2 separate regions of the Mus musculus genome follow, and region 2 is linked to region 1. Evidence: chromatin contacts called from public HiChIP or PLAC-seq data. All regions are on one chromosome and are shown on one strand. The core of a region is the stretch at or near the end of the contact, and the rest is flanking DNA. Distances in the headings are between cores, read along the strand shown. Region 1 overlaps Rgs9 (regulator of G-protein signaling 9). Region 2 has its middle 13 kb from the start of Amz2.

Region 1 (6,175 bases), core at 3,116-5,615:
ATTGGAATACCTGGTCATCAGGGGGTATTACTACTTGAAAAGATTAGGATTTGTGGCCTTGTTGGAGGAAGCGTGTCTGTGGGGATGGGCTTTGAGATTTCAAAAAGCCCATTCCACACCCAGAGCCGCTCTCTTCCTGCTGACTGCGAATCCAGTGGCTGACTGAGCTCTTATCTGGAAGAACTCTCAGCCACTTCTCCAGCACCATGTCTGCCTGTAAGCCACCGTGCTCCCCACTGTAATGGTAAGGGACTTAACCTCTGTCAGCCAGGCCGATTAAATGCTTTCTTTTATGAGGTGTTGTGGTATGGGGTCTCTTCACAGCAATGGCATGCTGAGTAGAACAGAGGTTACAAGTAGCTCAGACACTGATCCTACGATTACACTGGCATGAGGAACCTAAAGCTGTCAAACTAAGAGAGGCATGTGTGGCATGGCAGCCACCGAGGGGTGGGCGAATAGGAGGTTAGTAATTAAGTACACAGTTTCAGCTTGAGACAACATCCTAGAAACCCAGACACATTGATTGCTCAGTGAACAGTGGCACTCAAATGGTTAAAATGGTACATTTTTGTGTTACATATATTTTACTAAGTAAAAAACAATTAAGGTGGGCACAGAGGCCTACCTGTAATCCTCCTACCCTTTGGGGAGGTAGAGGCAGCTGGATAGCCATATCAGCCATATCAGTGAGACCTGGGTTCAATTGAGAGCCCCTGACTTCATGACTAATGACTAAGACAGAGAATGACCAAAGAAGACTCCTGGGGTCAATTTCTCAGGCTTCCACACTCAATGGCAGACATGTGTTCAAGCACCTACATATACATGTATGCACTCACAGGAGTATTTATACACACTCATTTTAAAACGTTAAATAAACACCTTAAAACACATATAAGATTTCACTGCAGTATTCATAAAGCCCAAAGCCAAATTCAAGGGTTGGAGAGATGGTTCCATGGGTACAAGCATTTGTTGCTCTTTCAGAGGACCCAGGTTCAAGTCCCAACACCCACATGGTGGCTCACAACCATCTATAACTCTAGTTCTAGAGGACCAGCTCACCTCTTCTGGCCTCTGTGAGTACCAGACATGCACACAGACTTACAAACATACCTGCAAGCAAAACACCCACAGACATAAGTTTAAAAAAATAACCTAAAAAATCCCATGATGGATGAATACAGGTGGTACGCACAGACAATGGACCTGATACAGCCATAAAGAAGAGTGTAGAACACCAAGTAAGAAAAGGTCACACACTGTACGGTCCCCATCACAAGAAGCACGTGGAATACCCAAATCCACGGAGACTGAGGGAGAGGAGTGTGCAGCATGCCATGGTGAGGGAAGAACTGAAAATGACCTACCATGGGTAAGGCATTCCTCCCTGAGCTGTTACAGAATTAGCTAGTGTTGGCAGTTGTACGGTTCGGTGAATATATAAGATGACGCAAGACATCAAAGCCACTGGATTGAGCCCAGGGTGGTGGGCTACACAATTCTATTGCTTCAGAGACTGAGGCAGGAGGATCACGAGTTTGAGGCCAGCCTGGGCTACCCAGAGAGCTGCTGTCTCAAAACCAAACAACAACAACAACAGAACACTTGGAAGACAGAGGCAGGAGGACTTGGACGTCAGGTTCACCCTCAGCCACACAGTGAATCTGAGGTCAGCCTGGGTTATATGAAACTTCAATTTAAAGGTGGGGGTGGGGGTGGGGATGAATCGCATATGGGTCATACCTAAGTTTTAAGTTTTTAATTAAATAAGAAAACCAATGGTTTGTGTTCCCTGTTCATACATGAATCCCTCTGACGCTCCTCAGGAGACTGACTATATAATACGGTTTCAGAGATGCAAGGAAAATTTTCTAGATGCTTGCTTTTATCAAGGGATGCATGGCTGAAGCTCAGCATGCTACTTTACTTACTGTCCACTAGATGGCACCATTTCCACTTAGTCACGGGGCGCCGAGGCGCCCGCTCCTGTTCCATCCATCTTTCGGAGGGCTATTACATTTATGCGATTTGGCTTGCTTAGAGAGAATGATTTACAGCAAGCCATGTTCTAATGCAATGCTCTGTATCGGGCCGCCATCCAGACTAAAGCACGTCCAGTATGACTCGCTTCAGAAGCAGGGCCCCAGACTAACTGCTTTAGGGTAATCAGCCTTGGAGTCTCAAACCCAATCACGGAGCTCCCCGGTGATGGGAATGGACAAACAGATAAAATAAATCGCATAAAAGCCAATTTGTCGGCAAAGGTGGCAAAGAAATTGAACGTGTAATTGGTTCTAATCCGGCCTCAGTGTGTTCCCGGATGTTTCTCAGTGGATGAGACACCCAGAGACAGACCTCCTCCACTAAAGCCCGCATCCTCTGAAGGCTTGGAAGAAACCAGGGCAAGAGGTTACACTTCAATCACCAAGGAAGCTTTCAAGACCACAGCGACTGCAACTCAGTCCAATTAAAAAGGCATCTGGGTCCGGGGTGGACACGAGTTTAACATATCTGTGCAGGGCTGGAGATGGTTTTGTGGTTTAGCACTGGCTCCTCTTCCAGGATCGGTTCAATTCCCAGCACCCATATGGCCGCTCACAACCCTTTGTAACTCCAATTCTGGGGAATATGACACCCCTTCCGGCCTGGATGGGCACTGCATGCATATGGTATACAGAAATACATATTGGGGTGTGGGTGTGTGTGTGTGTGTGTGTGTGTGTGTGTGTGTGTGTGTGTGTGTGTAAAATAAAATAAATCTAAAAGATATGCATGGTTGGGTTGAATCTACAGAACATCTAAGCTAAAGGCAATAGGACTTCCAAAGAGCCTGGGAAGCTTAGCTTGTTCAGCTTCCTGGCCTTTGAAGATGTACTTAGGTGAGGGTAGAGGGCCAGAGGCCAGGGAAATGGGTTAGAAGAACTCTGGGCAATGAAATGAGGGAAACCAAGAACGGATGGAGAATTCCCTGGGAATTGTGAGTGAGGCTAAGGAGATTGTAGAAAAGATGTTAACATTCCCTGGTGCTATACACACACACACACACACACACACACACACACACACACACACACACACACACACCTCAGAATGCAGTGACTTTCTGAGCCTATGGAAAATGAAGGTCCTGGACCCAGGTTAGACTCTTACTCCTGGGAAAGCAGGAGATCCTGTTTAGACCTTAACAAGGTATGGAAGCACCCACTGCAAAACTCCTAAAAGTCTAGGCTGGCCATGAAAGGGAGAGTAACTTTTTTTAAAAGACTCGTGCTGGAAGGAGGGGCTGCTTAGTCCCTGAAGTCTTTGCCATGCACCCACCAAGCTGTGGGTTCGAGCTTCAGCACCCTTTAACACCAAGTAGAGGGTCTCATGCATGTTCCCAGCACTTGGGATGGAGAGTCAAAAGAACCAAGAGGTAGCCTGGGCTACACGTAATCCTGTCTCAGAGAGGAGGGAAGGGGAGGGAGAGAAGAGGAATTAAAAGAAAGGGAGGGAGGAAGGGAGGGAAGGAGGAAGGTAGGAAAGAACAGAGGTAGGGAGGGATGGAGGGAGGGAAGGAGGGAGGGAGGAAGGGAAAGAGGGAGGAAAGAAGGAAGGAAGGAAGGAAGGAAGGAAGGAAGGAAGGAAGGAAGGAAGGAAGGAAGGAAGGAAGGAAAGAGAACTCACCACTAAATTCCTTCTTGAGAAAGTACTGGAAGCTCTGCCGACCCTTGGGGTCTCGAATCAGTTCGCTGAAGTTGAAAGCCCATCTCTCCACTCGCATCTTGGTTGGGATCTCCACCCTGCAAGGATGGTGACTGGTAAATGTGGCACTCCCTGGGAGACAGGGGCTGTACTTAGCCTCAGTGGGAGTGATAGGTCTACCAACCTTCATGAGGTCCTTGGCCAATGTCTCCACCTGATCCCAGTTTTGCTCTGCCCCCTAGCCTCTGCATAGACACACAATCCAAGTTGCCACTTACTAGGAGGACACAGCCTCCAAGTCCCCTGGGGTTCACACCAGAGATGTGGCCTCCCAGAGCTGAGGGAGAGTCACAACCCAGTGGATCCCTGTTCTTCAGGGGTAAAGATCCCCGTCATAAAACAATCTATGAAGGCTCAGGCTGCCACCTTCAAGCCAGGTTAGAATTCCAGTGACATATTGGTCCCTGGATGCTGTGGTCACAGCTACCAGTCAGCATCTGTCACTCACCAAGACTTCCCTTTTACCCTGAATGTGCACGAATGTTTGTGACAGCATTTGTCATGATAGTTACCACTTGGGAAAAGCCCAAATGTCCTTCTCTAGACAGACGGGTTCACACAGGGAAGTTTGTTTATACAAAACTGAAACAAAATGCTACATCCTGCTACAGTGTGAATAAACTCTGAAAGTTTAGCAGGAAGTGAAAAATGCCCAATGAAAGACCACACATCCTATGATGTCATTTACAGGAAGCATCTAGAATAGAAGAATACGGATAATCAGAAAATAGATTGACCACTGACCATCTAGGGGGAGGGCAGGGAGTGGAGATTTGGGGGCACCAACAACTAGAGGGTGCAGATTTGTTTTTAAAACATTGTGGTAGAGATTATATTCCCCTGTCAATATAACAAAATTTTAACTGTACACTTTAAATGGGTAAATTGTATGACATATGAATTACAACTCAAAAAAAAAAAAACTCAAACTTGATATAGGGCCTGGTGTATACCAGGTTGGCTTTGAACCTGCTATGTAGCTCAGGAACCTTGAATGCCTGATCCTCCTGCCTCCCAGGTGCTGGGGTTACAGGTGCACCATTATATTGTGTTGGGGGTCAAATCTGAGGCTTCATGAATTCTAGACACTCTACCAACTGAACCACAGACCACCCTAAAATAAAGCACATTTTGGGCTGAGGAGATGGCTCAGTGGATAAAGCATTTGCTATAAAAGTGTGAAAACCACTTTGGGTCTCCAGAACTCATGTAAAAACCTAGCAGGTGTGGTAGCCGCCTGTAAACTGCCCCCTCAGGAGGCAGAGACGGGATCCCCAGGGAAAGCTAGCTAGGTAGACTAGCCAGAACTGGAGAACTATGGGCTCAGTGAGAGACCACCACTTAATAAACAAAGTGTAGATGGGTGGAAGGAAGACATCTGATACCAGCCTAAGGCCTCCATACACATGAACACATGGACCCACACACCTGGTCTCAATCATACACACGTGCAAACACATCACACACATACACTCGACAAAATAAAATCAAACAAACCAGATTTGTTAAAATTTCAATGTTTGAAATACATACAATTTGGCATTTAAATCCCAGAACTGGGTGTCGTCTGTTATCCAAGGATTGCTTGGAAGGCAGCCGGACATGATGGCGTCATTGGACGAGAACTGCTCGCTGTACTTGACAATTCTGAAAAGCAGATAGAAAGAGGGCTTCCTAGAAATCCAACCCAGAGAGCCCGGATAATTCCATGGCATAATTGGCCTGCCTGGCCTCTCTTCTGGTATCGGCTTAGTTACATGTCTATTACTGTCTTCTCAGAAAAAAATGTGTGACAGCCCTGGGATGGGAAGCTATTTAGAGAGATCTGTCCTAGTGTGATAGTGCTGTTTTTCTTCCAGTCCTGTCCCCTTGTCAATTTTCTGTCCCTAGTTCAAACATGGCTTTGTCACATGTCATAGGAAGATTTTACATTCCAAAGTTGACTCAATCTGTGTCTTGGTGTCCATTTTAGAAGCTGCAATTGTCACAGATGAACCAAGACCACTGATCTTCTAGATTCCACCTCTGGAACCAATAATGCCTATGTTTGGGAACTTCAGTGCACTACTGGAAACCCTTTGGCCTCAAGCTAAGTGGGGCCTTCTGAGTTCATGCATTTCCTGATGTCTGAGACAGAAGCAATGCTCTTATCTGTGTGCAAGGAGAACCACGGGTTCTTGCCATGAATTCTGCCCATAGCCATAGGCTTACTTTTAGGGAAGATGGATCATTTTTTAAAAAAACTATTAATTTGGGAAGGTATAAAGGCTATCTGAAGATTTTTATGAGACCCTGACCTGTAACCTAATGTTGGAAGTCAGCAGTGACAAAATATGGTTCATTGGAACCTACGGTCAGTTTTCACGTTGCCTGTCATGTTTGACTTAAAGCAGACATTCTCTTACACACCTATCATTCGTGATTT
Region 2 (6,010 bases), core at 41-2,540, 160 kb after region 1:
ACACACACACAAATGAATAAATAAATAAAATAACAAAATTAAAGACAAAACAGGGACCCTGATGATCAAGGGACTTGCTGCACAAGCCTGAGGGCTTGAGTTGAATTTCTGAAGTCCACCTGGTAGGAGAGAACCAATTTATGCAAACTGTCCTCTGATCTCCATGTGCCAGTGTGGACACATAGATGCACGTGTGCACATACACAAGTAAGATAAGCAAACAAAATGGGTGCAAATAAAAAATCAAAGCAAAATGAATTTGAGCCTTCAGCCAGGTGGCGGTGGCCCAACGCCTCTAAATTCTGCCACTTGAGAGGAAGAGTTTGAGTTTGGGGCTATCCTGGTCTGCATAGCAAATTGGTCAGCCAGGGCTATACAGTGAGACACCGTGTTCAAAACAAGCACCACACACACACACACACACACACACACACACACACACACACACTTGATGTTTCTAATGAATTCTAACGATGTACAGAGTCCATCCCAGTATGGGTGGTGCCACATCTAAGCCTGTGGTCCTGGGTTCTGTAAGAAATCAGGCTGAGCGAGCCATGAGGAGCAAGCCAGTAAGCAGCTCTCTTCCATGACCTCTGCTTCCTCCTGCCTCCAGGTTCCTGCCTTGAGTTTCTGCCCTGACTTCCCACAGAGATAAACTGTGACCTGAGAGTTGTAAAATGACATAAACTCTTTCCTCCCCAAGTTGCTTTTGGCCATGGTGTTTTATCACAACAGTGGAAACCCCAATGAAGAGCATTAACCTGTGTCGTGGCCATTTTAACCCCAGAGGTAGACCCAAGAGAAACGAGAACATTCACACGAAATTTCGCGCATGCGTATTTGTAACAGTTTTAACTTACGACAGTCAAAATAGTACTGGAACCCTCAATGTTTAATAGCTGATGGATGGGTAAATAAAATAGTGTGTAAACTATGCCATGGACTGCACTCAGGATCCAAAGAGATGGAGTGCAGCTGAAGCTGAAACGCAAAACGACTATGCAAAGTGAAAGAGGCCAGTTACAAAATGATTCACCATTAACAATCAGACCACCCGGTCCTATTAGTAGGAAATGTCCAGAATATGCAAATATACAAATATGCAGGCGGCAATGGAAACCGGATGAGTGTCGGTGGAGGGGGCTTTGAGGTACATAGAGTCCCACTGTCACAGTTGTGCAACTTTGTAACTGTACTAAAGACTACTGAGTAAGTTTAGAGTATGCAAATCATAGCTTGGTAAGGCTACTGAAAAAAAAAATTGAAGAGCCAGCTAACCTCCACAGCAGAGTGCTTGCTCAGCATGTACAAGGTCCTGGGGCTGGCTTGTTCTCTAATGCTGAACTAGGAGGGACGGGGCGGGTTGGGGGGAGAGAGAAGGGTGGGAAGGGAAAGAGAAGGAAAAGAAAGAAGGGAGGGAGGAAAGGAGGAGGAGGAAGAAGAGATGGAAAGGGAGGAGAGGAAGAAGGCAGAAGAGGAAAAAAGGAGGAGGAGAGGAGAAAGGAAAGAGGGGGTATGGCAGGGGGAGTGTTGGTGATGTTTCAAAGGGCAAAGATGCTAATTCTGCCTCAACCAGCCCCTGAAAGCTCAGGATCTAACAGCTTGCTGGATGCGTGTTAAAGAGTTCAAAAGCCTACAGAGTGTAACAGAATTTACTGTGTTTACTGCACCAGTTATGTGATGGATGACTTTAGTGACAAAGTGGACTGTGTGCCGGGCATGGTGGCACATGACTTTAATCCCAATACTCCAGAGGCAGAAGTTGGCAGATCTCTGGTGACTTCAAGGCCAGCCAGCCAGGGCCACATAGTGAGACCCTATCTCAAACAAAACAAAACAAAACAAAACAAAACAAAACAAAATGACCAAGAAGATCTACTTATAGAACGGAATTTAAGGTGTTCATAGCCAGACTAGAGCATAGAAGCCCATATCATTAAACTAAGGTAGTATTTCTGAGATGCATTTGAAAGAACTAGAAAGTACTTGTTTTCGTTCACCTAGGCAGATCCAGGGACATTTGGGTGGAGGAGAAGGCATTGGGGCCAAGGCTTTAAGGATACTAAAATACCATGCCAGATGTGGCAGATCGTGTTGGGAAGGCCAGAGATAAAGGAGGTTGCCCCAAGTTCAAGCCAGGCAGGGCTACAGAGCAAAATCCTGTCTCTAAACCCACAGTAGCACCAAACAATCACAACAAAGGCTCTCGGACGTGAGGAACAGCGCAGGCTGCATGCTGGTTACATGGGCCAGCATGGTTAGGAGGAAGCTGAGAGCTTACCATGTATGGAGCTTTGCCTGGGCTGGCACCTAGATTGGAGCAAGCTTCTGTGAGGCACCAAGAGTATAGAGGATGGGCCTGGCTTCACCAGAGAAGTCCCCTAGGTAGCAGGCAAAAGAAAAATATGGCTGGCTGAAGAGAGAGGAAAGAGAGACACAGACAAGGAAGAGGACTCTATGGAGAGAGGTTGACCTGAGGTACAATGGAGCTTATGGCTGGGTGGGGGGGGTCACAGCAAGAACTCTAATTGGGTTTTGGAAAGTAGGAAGGCAGTGTTGGGTTGATTTTTTTTTTTTCACTGCTGTGACAAACACAACTTAAGAGAGGAAGGCTCTGTTTTGGCTCACAGTTTAAGAAGGGATACAATCTGTTGTAGAGGGGAATGCATGTTGGCAGGAGTATAAAAATGGTCAGTTACACAGAAGGGAAAGGATCTCGGTTACCAAAACTCAAGGCCCCTCCCCAGTGACTCACTTCTCTTATCTAGCCCCCCCCCCCCACACCCCGTACTGGTTTTCAGCCTTCCAAAAGCGTGCTACCAGGTGATTTTGCAGACCTGCAAATTCAGTCCCATGTGGGTAGGTGATGCTGCTAGCTCAAGAGGTGGCCTGCCCCCATTTACCACAGCAATGATCTCTGATCTACCAAGTATTTAAACATGAGAATTTAGGGTGGACATTTCTCATAAGAAAAAATAAATAAATAAATAAATAAATAAATAAAATTCACGTTAGAATAGGAGGTTATGATAGTGTGACAATACAGGGATCTGGGGACGTGGGCAAGGGGCCTGCCCTTGTTCACCTTGGAACACAAAATGCACTTAGTCTGATCTCTGACAGCATACCAAATATTAGCAGTCGCAATACCATTTCAAAAGCCCAACGTCTCCTCTGAGTCTCAGGCAGTCCCTTCACCGTGAGCCAGCTCATGTATGGTGACACAGAGTAGACATTCCATTCCACATGGGAGAAACAGGATATCAAAGATCAGACTAGGAGCTGGAACAATGGCTCAGTGGTTAAGAACACTTGCTGCTCTTCTCGAGGACCTAAGTTTGGTTTCTAGTTAGTACTCATGCCATGGAGTTCATCACAGCAACGGAAACCATAAGACACCAAGGCAAGACCAAATCCAGCAGGGAAAATACTAAACCTTGTAGTTCCATGTGGAGCATCCTGGGTGGACATCTAGCATCTCTTGGTGGCATCATTCTCTGGGATCCAGTGGACTAAGCTATTCATCCAACTTAACCACAGTTGTATCTCCTTAAGGACATTTAGCCTCTGACTTGGGCAGGCTCCACTCCGAGTCTGCTACTTCCCTCCACAGATGTCCCACAGTCCTGGAGTCTCCAACATTATGGGTGTCTGAGGCATCTTAGGCCTTACCCTCACAGCTTCACACACTGGCCTCTCAAGGCCTCCTTGGAGGAAATCCCACACTGCCATGCATTGCAATGCTTCAGGGGCTTTCCAGAACTTTCCAGAACCTGGTACAAGTTCCATGACCCTACAACCTCCATTCTCCAGCCTGCAAAATCAGTACCATGTGGGCAGCATGCACCTTCTGTTCTCTCAGTATCACGTGAGCAGGGATGCCTCTAGCTCAGGAGATAGCCTGCCCTCATTTACCACAGCCGCAGTGATCTCTGAGTACCTGGTTTGAGGCTGAGAAATGCTTCTATAGGAGATATATATATTTTAAGAGCAGGAAAGTCTTTAAACCCATTTTCCTTTCAAATGAATTTGGATGCCCTAGAGTCATGAATACCCTTGTCGCAAGGCTCCACTAACAGGATTAATATCTACAGGTTCTAGATTAGGATTGGACATTTGTGGGGAGGGTGCTGTGAAGACGTGTCCTCATGTCTCTAAAATTCCCTAACATTAAACATGTCACTTCCCTGCCCTCAGCTCAGCAACCCCCACTTCCTTTTTCCCTCCAGACAGATGCATCATTTTCTCCATAGGGCTATCTGTGACCTTTCAGACTCCTTCCTTTCCCTGACACTACCCACCCACCCACCCTTCGCATGAGTCACCAAATCTCAGCCTCACAGTCCCAGAGCAGAAGGGAAACTCCTTATTTCCCTCCTCACCTTCCATGGAGGAGGCTAAGCCCTAGAGAGGCAGCGACGGGCCATGGCCACCTAGGGCACGGCAGGACAGCGGTCCAAGCCCCTACCACGCTGACCATGCAGATGACTGAGGGTGAAGTATTCTCCATCCTTAGCTCCATCCCTGCCGCCCCTTTCAAAGCTCAGCCTCGAGCACTTCTCAGGAAAACTCCAGAGGTCTCCCAGGTGACTGCCCAGTCTTCCTTTTGGTCCTCTCTCCTTCAACTTTCTGTCCCCACTGCACTTCTTCCATCATGACAACCTCTTGGGAGATGGCTTCAGTATCTCCTGGTGACCAAGAGGCAAGGCCGCTAGTTTGGCGAACCTTTATTGAACATATGTTCTGGGTGAACTGTTGGGGGATGAGGCAGATGCAGGCCTCGCCTTCAGCCAAAGCCTGTTGCATATTCTGCTGAGGCCTGGTATTCAGGCCTCTCCCCTTCTTTTTCCTGCCATCCACACAAGCCCTCTGCAGCCCCTGTGTCCATCGCAGCTAGATGTCTGCATGTCTGCACCTTCAGGGTGATGTGCTAGGTGGTCAGTGTGCCCTGCCCTTCGGATGCCTCTGAATCCTGTGCAGTCTTTAGCCTCTGCGCCTGCCTGTGAGGCCTCCCTGCCTCCTCGAGCGGGTCCTGTATTGAACTCCTCCTCGTGTGACACTTCTGTGGCTCTCGAAGTCATCTATGTCAGAGTGATATCTTGTTTTCTGTCCTGGGTTGGTTGACTGAAGGAAGCCTCCCACAGCTGCCTTTGTTTTATTTCTGCTGCTGCTGCTGCTGCTGTACCTCATACCTGAGGAAGCCAGAGGCATCCGATTCCCTGGATTACAGATGCCTGAGAGCCACCTGTCACAAGTGCTGGGAACTAATCTGGATCCTCTGGAAGAACAGCAATTGTTCTCAACTGCTAAGCCATCTCTCTAGACCCCTGTCCTTCTTAGCTTTAATTACCAACTTGACACAGTTTAGAGTCAGCTGAGAGGAAAGCCCCAGTTGAGCAACTGCCTGTGGGTCCATCATCGTCTGTGCGAGACTGTCTTGGTTGTTAACCGATGTAGGGGAGGGCCCAGCCTGCTTAGGCAATGTCATCTGGAGCCTAGTGGTCCTGGCATGCATGAGAAAGCTGAGGCTGAGGGAGTGAGCTGGCGAGCGGTGATGGTCTCTGCCTTCAAGCCCTTGCCCTGGCTTCCCTCAATGATGGGTTCTGTGACTTGAAAGTATAAACCAAAAAAAAATCCTTTCCTCCATCAGTTGCTTTCAGCCGGAGTGTTCCATCCTAAAGACAGAGAGGGAAGCAGAACACTTTAACACGTTACAACTGGCCGGGAGTGGTGGCACACGCCTTTAATCCCAGCACTCGGGAGGCAGAGGCAGGCGGATTTCTGAGTTCGAGGCCAGCCTGGTCTACAGAGTGAGTTCCAGGACAGCCAGGGTTACACAGAGAAACCCTGTCTCGAAAAACAAAACAACAACAAAAACCAACCAACCAAACAAACACGTTTACAACTGTCTCTAGGTTACGTGGCATCCATAAAATCACCGCCACAGCTGAGGATTTGGAAAAAGGAAATCAGACTTCCCTGGGAAATAGGCTGTCATACTGAGCAA

What was found. HiChIP or PLAC-seq counts read pairs in DNA pulled down with a chosen protein or histone mark.
Region 2: a contact with region 1 is called in an H3K4me3 HiChIP or PLAC-seq map of bone marrow-derived macrophages, with 3 times the contacts expected there. The contact joins two enhancer-like sites. A contact is called at or near these places in 4 of 39 promoter capture datasets (the C10 cell line, the HPC-7 cell line, hematopoietic stem and progenitor cells and 1 more), 4 of 484 Hi-C or Micro-C datasets (the AML12 cell line, the HPC-7 cell line, embryonic fibroblasts and 1 more), 4 of 115 datasets of contacts at active chromatin or transcription factors (bone marrow-derived macrophages, embryonic stem cells, microglia and 1 more) and 3 of 9 other capture datasets (adipose tissue, liver and pancreatic islet).

What each region holds. Positions count from the first base shown.
Region 1 is chr11:109,242,781-109,248,955 of GRCm38.p6, forward strand. Rgs9 (regulator of G-protein signaling 9) reads right to left here. Exons shown (of 19, transcript NM_011268.2): 12 at 5,284-5,397; 13 at 3,673-3,788. Among named protein-coding and RNA genes, the nearest start is that of Gm39440, 26 kb to the left of the region's middle. Within about 2 kb of position 4,366, at least 20 of the 459 cell types and tissues checked have an H3K27ac peak or open chromatin away from gene starts, as enhancers often do. A contact at or near this core is called in bone marrow-derived macrophages, where this site is marked.
Region 2 is chr11:109,409,546-109,415,555 of GRCm38.p6, forward strand. No RefSeq gene overlaps it. Among named protein-coding and RNA genes, the nearest start is that of Amz2, 13 kb to the right of the region's middle. Within about 2 kb of position 1,291, at least 8 of the 459 cell types and tissues checked have an H3K27ac peak or open chromatin away from gene starts, as enhancers often do. A contact at or near this core is called in bone marrow-derived macrophages, where this site is marked.